3 separate regions of the Mus musculus genome follow, and regions 1 and 2 are each linked to region 3. Evidence: chromatin contacts called from public Hi-C and HiChIP or PLAC-seq data. All regions are on one chromosome and are shown on one strand. Each heading gives the region's core, a stretch centred on a gene start, on an enhancer-like site or on the middle of the called end of the contact. The rest is flanking DNA. Distances are from core to core; before and after follow the strand shown.

Evidence for each region. A called contact is a pair of places that touch in the nucleus more often than the background predicts. HiChIP or PLAC-seq counts read pairs in DNA pulled down with a chosen protein or histone mark.
Region 1: an H3K4me3 HiChIP or PLAC-seq map of embryonic stem cells shows a contact between it and region 3, with 17 read pairs. The contact joins the promoter of Slc4a11 here to the enhancer-like site in region 3. A contact is called at or near these places in 4 of 39 promoter capture datasets (the 3T3-L1 cell line, cranial neural crest, frontonasal cranial neural crest and 1 more), 3 of 484 Hi-C or Micro-C datasets (B cells, Th1 cells and bone marrow-derived macrophages), 2 of 115 datasets of contacts at active chromatin or transcription factors (astrocytes and embryonic stem cells) and 1 of 9 other capture datasets (pancreatic islet).
Region 2: a Hi-C map of embryonic stem cells shows a contact between it and region 3, with 2.0 times the contacts expected there. The contact joins the promoter of Fastkd5 here to the enhancer-like site in region 3. A contact is called at or near these places in 3 of 39 promoter capture datasets (cranial neural crest, embryonic stem cells and frontonasal cranial neural crest), 2 of 15 datasets of contacts at CTCF or cohesin (the NIH/3T3 cell line and embryonic stem cells), 10 of 484 Hi-C or Micro-C datasets (the G1E-ER4 cell line, cranial neural crest, embryonic stem cells and 5 more), 2 of 115 datasets of contacts at active chromatin or transcription factors (the NIH/3T3 cell line and large pre-B cells) and 1 of 9 other capture datasets (embryonic stem cells).

What each region holds. Positions count from the first base shown.
Region 1 is chr2:130,695,781-130,699,431 of GRCm38.p6, forward strand. It overlaps Slc4a11 (solute carrier family 4, sodium bicarbonate transporter-like, member 11), which reads right to left and starts at 1,739. Exons shown (of 21, transcript NM_001081162.1): 1 at 1,579-1,739; 2 at 868-975; 3 at 261-323. The coding sequence starts at 306.
Region 2 is chr2:130,628,210-130,631,473 of GRCm38.p6, forward strand. It overlaps Fastkd5 (FAST kinase domains 5), which reads right to left and starts at 1,793. Exons shown (of 3, transcript NM_198176.3): 1 at 1,707-1,793; 2 at 280-426. Ubox5 (U box domain containing 5) reads right to left here and starts at 1,829. Exons shown (of 7, transcript NM_001255993.1): 1 at 1,707-1,829; 2 at 280-426.
Region 3 is chr2:130,957,583-130,961,099 of GRCm38.p6, forward strand. It overlaps Atrn (attractin), which reads left to right. Exons shown (of 29, transcript NM_009730.3): 8 at 323-566; 9 at 2,803-2,986. Among named protein-coding and RNA genes, the nearest start is that of Atrn, 53 kb to the left of the region's middle. Within about 2 kb of position 1,484, at least 4 of the 459 cell types and tissues checked have an H3K27ac peak or open chromatin away from gene starts, as enhancers often do. A contact at or near this core is called in embryonic stem cells, where this site is marked.

The sequences.
Region 1 (3,651 bases), core at 489-2,988, 260 kb before region 3:
CAGATATGAAGGGCCCGGGAATACTGAGCCACAGGAGAAAACTGTAAGCGGCACTGGTAGCCTAATCTGCCCTCCCAAGACCTCCGCACCCCTGGTTGCTTGCCTTTGGCCAGTCTCATCAGCTGCCTACTCAGCAAGCCACACGGCCTTCGGACAGGTGGGAGCTAACCACCCCAGCAATGGGCTATGGACAAGTGGCTCTGCCTGGGGTTCATTGATGGGTACACAGGCTGAGTTCCCCAGATTTTCTAGATACACACCTGAGAAGTATTCACCGGAGTCCTGACAGTGTTCATTCTGTGACATGGCCCAAGGACAGTTTTCTACAAAAGAAGCCAAAGAATAGTCACCAATCCTGTGGACCAGCCCTGGACAGCCTTAGTTCACCCCATGCCTGATGATTCCTCATCCTTCCTAGGAACACATGCAAGCCCACTTGCATGAGAGAGGTGGGGGTCAAAGTACTATGTAGGGGAGCCTGCAGTGTCTGGGATGACCATCCTTACTGTAAGGTATTAAATCCCTTAGTCTGCCTAGTATGGACTTCCTATGCGTGCCAGGGAAGTGAAGAGTACTTCCTCAGGTCATGTCATCACTAAATTATCATCAGTACTCGGCTCATTAATCCAAGCGTCTCTGACTGAGCCCCATCCAGTTCTGGAGGAAGACAACTGGAAATCGCCTCCTCCCTGGATCCAGCCCAGCCTCGCCCAGCACTTTGAGGTGGGGGTGAGCCTCTCCTCAGATCTGCCCTGGTTGCCAAGGGCCACACATGCCCATCTCAGACGCAGTTCTTCCCATCTCTTCAATGGCCTAGGGGTCACCCAGGGGACCGACCCAGCAACTGCCTCTATCCCAGGGTTGTACCGTGTCCTGCGATGCCGGAAAGAAGGGGTAGAGTGGGTGTGCAGTACACAGAGATTGGAGGTACTATCCGAGATGTTTGTGCAAAGAAGGACGCACGGGAGGATGGGCCTGTACGAGAAAAAGATGTAGTCCATGTTTGCAGCCACTGAGAGTGAGTAGATGGGCAGGATTTGGAGGCACTTGGGGCGGTAGCTAAGGGGAACAGACCACACCCACGTGCAGGTGAGTGGCCGGATACACCCAGCTCTGATGAATCGTAACTCTAGGCGGCGGAACGCAATCCGGTGCTGAGGACACCAAAGCGCCACCCTGCCCATTTCGGAGCTCCCAACCCTCCCCTCCGCCGGCTACGTTACATCTTTCCTTCAGTTGCTGAGGGTGTGTGTGTCAAGACCGCGAACGCAGAACAAACACGGACAGGATGCCCACGGTGTCCCAGGCCGCCCCTTGCCCCGCGCGCGCGCACTGACATTCGGAACTCTTTTGGTCGAACCCCTCCGGAGGCGCAAAGCCGGCACAGCCTCTCGCCCACCCAGGCCTGAGAGGCCGGCGCTGGCATACACGCCTGGCGTGGCCATGGCCCGGGCTTCTCAATCAGGACTCCGTGGTTCTGGGCCGGCTCGCAGCTGGAGCCGGCGACACTCCTGCGAGCCGCGCCGCGCTCCTAACCGTGCGGCGTGAGGCTGCTTCCAGCCAAAGTCGCGCCCTCACCCGCGAGGTCTGTTCTGGATCCTCGGCGGCTCGCGTGCGCAGGCCTGAGAGTCGTGGGGTGCCGGCCTGGGAGGGACTACGAAGTTTCAGAGCAGTGCAGGGACACTCACTGGAGCCCGGAGGGAAGGGGCGCGCCTGTTTTAAAAGCTTGGAGGAACTCCGCCCCCACCTTAGCTGTACGCCACTGACTGCCACACCCTCGGGCTGCCGAATCGCCCCCAACCCTCCCTTGCCGCGCCCCTTTGCCCTCGCCACGCCCCCGACCGCCAGGGCGGTCCCCAACCCCCGCCTACGCCGCTTTCTGCACTTGCCCGTGGGCTAGCGCCCTAAGCCGCCCACGCTCCCGCGTGTTCACCCGCTGGCGCCCGCTCTCGGTTCCGCATCCCTCTCCCAGGTTAGGAAGTGGCCGGGTCTCTGGAGAGCGGCTTGCGGTGAGTTCTGATAAGTGCGTTGAGCACCTCTTTCCTTAACCCCAACCCAACCTTCGGTGGCTTCCCAGTGATTCTACAGACCTTGAGCTTCCTATTGTCCCTGGGGCACACACTTAAGTAAAGTACTATTCTCCAGCCACTCCTTCCCACTCCGTGATAGCTTCCACACAGTTCCTTTCACTGTTGCTCAAGCGTGTTAGGGGGTGGGTGAGTTGGAAAGGCATTTGGAGTGTTGCGGGAATTTGCATATAAATAGGCATGGTGAGCCAAGTTGGCATTCGGATTGAAGGTACGGAGGGTCCTGAAGTCTCCCCTACACACACACACACACACACACACACACACACACACACAGACGCGCGCGCTCGTTATTCCAGGATCCCTCCCATCTCTAAGAACCGTGATGACTCAGGGATAGCCGCACGCTGCCTTTGTTGGGGTAAGCAGGCCCTGGGAGGAGGCTACATGCCATGTTGTTCACTTAGCTCTTAGGAACTCCTCTCAGTATCTTCTCCTTAGAATCCTAGCCCTAAACCCGGCAGTTGTGGCGCACGCCTTTAATCCCAACACTTGGGAGGCAGAGGCAGATGGATTTTTTGAGTTTGAGGCCAGCCTGGTCTACAAAGTGAGTTCCAGGACAGCCAGGGCTACACAGAGAAACCCTGTCTCGAACACTCCCCTTCCCCCCAAAAAAAAGACTCCTAGCTCTATCCAGGCTGGTGGTGTTGCAGGGTGGGGGTTCAGGAAAGCTGAAGAGCCTGGCAGAATGGCTGACTCAGGGTCGGGATCCCTCTTCCACCCCAGTCTCTCATGTTATGTCTTTTGCATAGCTTCCTAGCAGCACCCCAATACTTGGTTGGTCCAAACCCTTCCAGTTCCAGAAAATCTCTGGAGACTTAAGGAACAATTTCCCCAACCTCTCCTTATTAGGAGGAGAAAGGAGCCAGGAGTACCCACTCCCACCCCCACCCCAGTCTGTAGACTCCTGCACCACTGTCTCAGAGGACCGAAGTGTGACCTTTCCCCCTTCAGCCCTTTTGGCAGTGTTTAAGGAATGGTTTCCTTCGTTTTCCCACCCGCCCTGTGCTGTGCAGGCCAGAGGCTGAAAGGGCAAACCGACACTGAAGCCCTTCTCCTGCCTTTGCTACATTGGGTGATGACATGAGCAGGCAGGCTAGGGACCCCACCTATGCACATACCTCCCCTCCCCTTCCAGGTAGTGTCTAATGACTTTCCATGTACCTTTAAGCTCTGCCTACCCCTTGCCATGTCTTTCTTTTAGAATCTGGGGTGAGAAGCAACCGTTTAGTATCTCATTAAAAAAATGAAATAAAACAAGGCAGATGTGGCAGCACATGCTTTTAATCCCAGCACTCTGGGGGCAGAAGCAGGCAGATCTCTCCAAGTTTGAGGCCAGCCAGATCTACAGAGCAAGTTCTAGGCCAGCCAGAGCTACTTTGTGAGACCTTTTCTCAAAAGCAAAACTAACCAACCAAACACACACACACACACACACACACACACAATTCTTGTAAACCGGGAGTGGTGACACATGCCTTTAATCCCAGAAGGCAGGGGGATTTCTGAGTTCGAGGCCAGCCTGGTCTACAAAGTGAATTCAAGGACAGCCAAGGCTACACAG
Region 2 (3,264 bases), core at 543-3,042, 330 kb before region 3:
TGGTGGCACTGGGGAGGGGAGGGGGGGAGGGGAGTGCACTACCATGGCTGGCCAGAATTCTTTTATATGAAAGGAGTCTTATGAAGCCTGGTGGTGGGAGTGGTGACAGAGCTAGTTTTTAATCCCAGCACTTGGGAGGCAGAGGTAGGTAGATGTCTGTGAGTTCAAGGCCAGTCTTATCTACAGGACAAATTCCAGGACAGCTAGCGCTATACAGAGAAACCCTGACTTGAAAAAAAAAAAAAAACAAAAAACAAAGAAAAAGAAAAGATGACTTACTGGCTGGAGAGATTGCTCAGTGTTTAAGAGTACTGGCTGCTCTTCCAGAGGATTGGGGTTTGATTTCCAGCGCTCACACTGTGGCTCACAATCAACCTTAATTCAAGTCCCAGGAGATCCAACGCCCTCTTCTGGCCTCCTCCAGCACTGCATACAAATGGTGCAGACATGCATAAATGGAAGTCACCCATACACATATAATAAAAAAATATAAATTGACCTATTTACATGATAAATGCCAAGACTCCGTTGGGGACCAAATAGATAAATAAATAAATAAATAAATAAATAGATAGATAGATAGATAGATAAATGAGAAAGACACACAGGCACATCAGTCCGGCACAACTCTCAGCTGTATGAAATAGTAGTCTTCAGATTTTATTTTGGTCTACCAAGCAGGACTAAATTCCCTAGGGCTAGCCTTCGGCAACTGAGGACAGTAAGCCTTAGAACCTAGTTCTAGAAAGGCAATGTTCTAAGCCGGGCACTGTTCTACGCCTTTAATCCCAGCACTCGGGAGGCAGAGGCAGGCGGATTTTCTGAGTTCGAGGCCAGCCTGGTCTACAAAGTGAGTTCCAGGACAGCCAGGGATATACAGAGAAGCCCTGTTTCGAAAAAACAAAAAACAAACAAACAAACAAAAAACAAAGGCACTGTTCTGGGTCCTCAGTGTGGGCAAAGTGCAGAAAACATGAGCACAAAATACCAGTTCCCTCTGACGTTGGAGTATCTATATATGAGCGTCACAGGATGAAGCAATGCCCAGATGCCTACACCAAGTGAGCAATGTAGCCTCTGAGAAGAGGCGTGAATCTATCGACTATAAAGGCTCCTGTCCAGAGTTCCCGAGTTAGAGCAAAAAGATCTTAACAGAAAAGGAGCAATTACTTCCTATCCCCGGGGGGAGAAAGAGAAGGGAGAACCACTCCTGGCCCGAGTTGGGTTTGTACAACCAGAAACTGCTTAAAATGAAGAAAGGATATTTGTCCTATTGCCTCACCCCGTCCTAAGCCCTACATCAAACGCTGCTCAAAGTGCTGGCGAAAAGCTGATCAGAAACGCCGACTCGCAGGCGCCGACCGAGACCCTAGGCTAAGTCACTTTGCTAGGGCTTCACGTGCACACTGGAACGGAGAGACCAGGGAGACTGCTATCACAACAGCCCCGTGAGAGACGCAGACTCGATCTCCACCTCGCAGGGGGCTAAAAGCGCCGTCCGGACCCACTCTCACAGCAGTCCGCCGTGATAAGGTGACCCTAGAGGGTGATGCTGAGAGGTGCTCCGGGGCGGCACGAGGACAGCCCGCGGGGAAGCGCAGCAGGCCCGGGAGAACCGGGATGGCGGAGCGCGCGGCCCGGACCCGGCGAGGCCAGAGTGCAGGCAGCAAGTCGAGCCACCTCGTCCTCCCCGGCCGCCCACTCACCTGAAGCCCGCGAAGGCAGCTCCCTAACTCCAGTCCCGGGCCGCCCCGGGTAAGTCAATGCACAGACTCCTGCATCAACCGCTCCACAACCCACTTCCGGCCAGCGGCCCTCACCTTCCGCTTACGTTGGTACCGGAGCCGCTGAGGTTCAAAAAACCGTAGTCGAAGTTTTCCATGACCATTTTCTAGTTTCTGACCTTAGAACATGGAGAGGGAAAAATATTATCCTGGATGGGTCGCTTTGAAAGTAATTGAGCAGAAGTAATTGGCACAGGTTCTGGGTTTTATGACTTTGAAGAAGTCACACAAACTTTTCAAGCCTAGTTTGTCATCTATACAAAGAGAATCATGATGCATTTCTAATAGTGAAAATGCTTTCAGAAGAGGAACTAGCAATGGATAGATGAAAATGTATGCAAGGATCCCGGCATAGGGATGCACGTCTTTAATCCCAGAACTAAAGAGGCAGAGGCAGGTGAATCTTTATGAATTCGAAGCCAGCCTGATCAAAATAGTTCCAGGACAACCATAGCTATATAAAGAGACCGGGAAGGGAAGGGAAGGGGGAAGGGGGAAGGGGGAAGGGGGAAGGGGGAAGGGGAAAAAAAGGGAAAAGGGGGGAAAAGGGGGGGAAGGGGGGAAAGGGGGGAAAGGGGGGAAAGGGGGGAAAAAGGGAAAAAAAGGGAAAAAAGGGAAAAAAGGGAAAAAAAGGGAAAAAGGGAAAAAAGGGAAAAAGGGAAAAAAAGGGAAAAGGGAAAAGGGAAGGGAAGGGAAGGGAAGGGAAGGGAAGGGAAGGGAAGGGAAGGGAAGGGAAGGGAAGGGAAGGGAAGGGAAGGGAAGGGAAGGGAAGGGAAAAGTGGAGCTGGAACTGAAGGTGGGTAGGTCAGGATGGTCTACCTCCCTTAGGAGGGCCTCACACGTGGCTGGTTTGGCTATCAAGGTAAGAAAGATTCTCCCAAGTCCTATGTAACAGAAGTGCCTGTCCCAGGCCTGTCGGTGTCTATTCAGTCTTCAGCCTTGTCAGTGCCATCTATTTGAGACGCTGTGAAGGAAAACTGAGAGAGATACCATACTTTCTCCAAGGCACTGGTGGGGAAACAGGCTATATAAGAGGTTGTGACAAAGAGATTTGAGACCAGCATCCCAGCTTCTGGGTTCTATGTAAGGCAGCCTGCCTGGCTGTGAACATTTGAACATCTGTGCCTTCCAGACCATTGGTAACATGGCCCTCACTGACTGGGGACTTCTTACCTGATTACAACCTGCTCATGAACCCAGAGTGAAAAATCCCACCCCCAGGGGACAAACTTTGATTGCTCCTGGGCAGCCATGACAATCTAGTTTCTCTTTGCAAAATGCTGTTTCCTAGTCTCCTATGAAGTGGGAGGAGCTTATAGCCCACCTCTAGTCAACAGTACTGGAAAGGAAGAGTTATTGCATGCTTCTAGGACTTTCTTGGCTTGCGCATATGGAGGCCAGAGGTCACCATCAGGCAACTTCCTCAATTACTGTCTACCTTACTTTTTGAGACAGTGTCCATCACTGTAACTGGAGCTCA
Region 3 (3,517 bases), core at 234-2,733:
CATGTTACTCACACTTCTTAAGCTGGGATCACAATGAGATTGTGAACCACTCATTGTTGTTTTCCAATATAATTTTTAAAAAGATGTATTTATTTTTATTTTATGTGTGTGGGTGTTTTGCCTGCATGTATGCCTGTGTATACTGTTCCTCCAGAGGTCAGAAGAGGATGGCATCAGAACTGGTGGCTGTTAGCTGCCATGTGGGTACTAGGAACTAAACCCGGGTCCTCTGCAAGAGCAGCAAGTGTTCATAAACTCTCTCTCCAGCCCTAGAGTTGATTTCTTAATGGTTTTAAAAATCCTGTTTACATCTTTCTTATAGGATAAAATCTACATGTATGGAGGAAAAATTGATTCAACAGGGAACGTGACCAATGAGCTGAGAGTATTTCATATTCATAATGAATCATGGGTATTGTTAACTCCGAAAGCTAAGGATCAGTATGCAGTGGTTGGACACTCAGCACACATTGTTACACTGGCATCTGGCCGTGTGGTCATGTTGGTCATCTTCGGTCATTGCCCACTCTATGGATATATAAGCGTTGTGCAGGAATATGACTTGGGTATGTATTTTTTCCAGTGGAGGCATCTTGAATATCATACTGAGAACCCCTGCCCTTATTATTAGGACACCGTAACAAAATTCAGCATGATCTTGATCCAGTACCTTGTCTTGAAATAGTATCAGTAGATAACTGGTGAGATTGAGGTTGTTGAAGTCCCTGTGCAACAGCTGTTTCTTACTTGTCAAGGTCTAGTCTTGGCTTGGGAGGGGTTCTGAGGAAAGGGGTGTCAAAAAACCCAAAAAGTCCAATTGTAGGTCCAAGCTGGCAGCTGTATATTGCATTAAGGAAAGCTGAGGGAAATTTGGGATATTTATTTCATCTATTAGTCTACATCAAGCAAGTCAAGCGCTCACAGTCAACGTTTGCACCCTCAAATTAGTAACAAAAGAGGGGGAACTGAGGAGTCCAGCATGGTCCTGGTTGGGACAGAATGACATGGTTCCAGCCCTGAGACAGGGGCAGCAGGTCCGGGCCTCCATGGATGTCACACTATGGACATAAACCTGTTTGTATAATAATGTACATATTTCATGCTCCTCTTCTGAGTAATGTCCTTCTGTTAATGTGAATGACTTCATGATAATCAGAGCCAGTGTGAGTCTGGGAAGTAAATGGTGGGACCTTCAGGACAGCTCTTAAGGCTGTGGAAAAGAACATGAGTTCAAAACCATATACTTCCTCAACTATACAAAAATAGAAGGATGCAATATGAATTGTATGAGGGGCTTCACAGATCTAAAGGAACAAAAGCAGCTTCGCTGTGAGCCAACTTGTCAGAAAGATATTGAGTAAGCAGTTAAAGAGATTTAGGGAGTGCTGATTGCTAGAGGAGGCCACCCAGCTAAGTTTGTGCTTACAAAGGCAGACAAAGTCCTGAGTTCAGGGTGGGCCTGGAACAGAGCAAGGTTAGTTAGACCTTGGTGTGGTAGAAATGGTAATTTCCAGACAGGATACCCAACTAGTTTTTGTGCTTAACAGAGGCAGGTAGATCTCTGAATTCTTTTGTAATGTTAAAAGGAAATGTGTGCTTGTTGTCTCCCAAGGGGCCTGAGTCCCAGGATGCTGATTTATAGGAAACCTGGAGTAACTGGGTTTATGACCTGCAGGAGACGAGCTATCCAGAATGTTTTTTGCAATAGCAAGAGAGAACTGCCTGGAGAACTGCCTTCAGCAAAGAATAGCAAGAGAAAGCTGTCTAGAGAGAGAGCTGTCTGTAGAGAAAGCCGGTCAGAGAGAAAGTAGACTGGAAAACTGTCTCCAGCTTGGACCCACAATTTGACTTTTTGTTTTTGTTGACAAGTTGCCCTCCCCCAGAAACACCTTCCTCAGGACCCCTCCCAAGCCAAGGCAGGGCCTTGGCCCTTCTTGTCAGCTTGCAAGGAGCCAAAGATAGCATTAAATGCTTTGGATATCAAAATAAGCAAAATGCAAAACAGTAAACACTCTAAAATAATTCTGGCTAGTCCTTTAAATATTAGGCCAGTGCACTGTTATTTTACCTTAATGTATAATCTTGTGTTACATTTTATTGTTTTTATTGTATAATAGGAATGTCAGAATTATAATTTTGTAACATTTGTTTGACATTCCTGTGAAAATGCATCTAAAGATCATTAAAGTGCATCTGAAGATCATAAGGACTCACTGAGGAGCACAGGGAATTAAGTGTCTGCTTAAGAGAACTTTGAATCTTTAATCTTTAGAATTTGTTTTAAAAATTTGAATCTTGCCAGTGTGGTGGCGCATCCCTTTGGTCCCAGCACTCAAGGGGCAGAGGCAGGTGTATCTCCATTAGTGTGAGGCCAGCCTGGTCTACAGAGCAAGTTCCAGGCCAGGCAGGGTACACAGAGAAACCCTAGCTTAACAAAACAAAACAAAATATGAATCTTTAAAAACTTGTTCTGTGAAAATTTCATACATGTATACAATATAGCTTGTTCATATCCACCGCCATTCCTTCCAGCTCCTCTAGGCTTTCCCAGTGCATCTCCTTCCTAGCCTTATGGCCTCCCTTTCAGGGTGAAGGTTAGCACACTGAGTCCAGTTAGTGCTGATCCGATGCAGTCTTGTCTAGATGGTCTTCTTTATAATAAGGTGAAAGTATATCCTAAACTTCCGTCTTTTGCTCTAAGGTGTTTAGACTTTAAACTAATGTTTAAATCGTTTAAATAATTTATTATTTCATAAGAAGAGGAGCCTGCAACATTGACTTTAACTATTGTCTCTTATCCAGAAAAGAACACATGGAGTATATTACATACTCAGGGTGCTCTTGTGCAAGGGGGTTATGGCCACAGTAGTGTTTATGATGACAGGACCAAGGCTCTGTACGTTCATGGTGGCTACAAGGCTTTCAGCGCCAACAAATACCGGCTTGCAGATGACCTCTACAGATACGATGTGGATACTCAGATGTGGTGGGTGTTTTCCTAGAGCTTTCCCTTGGTAGTCTAGAATCTGCAGAGGCAATTGATTAAAAATACTGTGCTATGGTTTGACTTTTGTTCAGCATTGTATGTAACAAAGTTAGGAGATCAATACAGTAATAGAGTTAAGGTACTAATGGTGCTGTTGCTGTCTGTTAGTGCTTAGTGCTTTAGACCTGATTCACTGAACTCTAGCAAGGTTTCCTCTCTTCAGAATTCTCAGCAATAAAAGCTGTGCTGATTTTATCCATACTTAAAAAGCATATCCTTCCTTTTCTCTTTTTGGTGTTGGGGATCAAACCTTGTACATGAATAGGCTATACCATCTTTATCCATTTACATCACCAAACAGGATGCTCTCGTGCCTATTTGATAGGGTTTTCACTCACTTCGAACTGAAACTTGGGTTGTAAGAGTATGGTACTTTTAGCAAATGGAAATAAATTTGAGTTATGATGCAATTATAAAGCACTGGTCTCTCTGTATTTCCCTCCTCCTTCTACTCCCTCCCTCTTCCTTTCT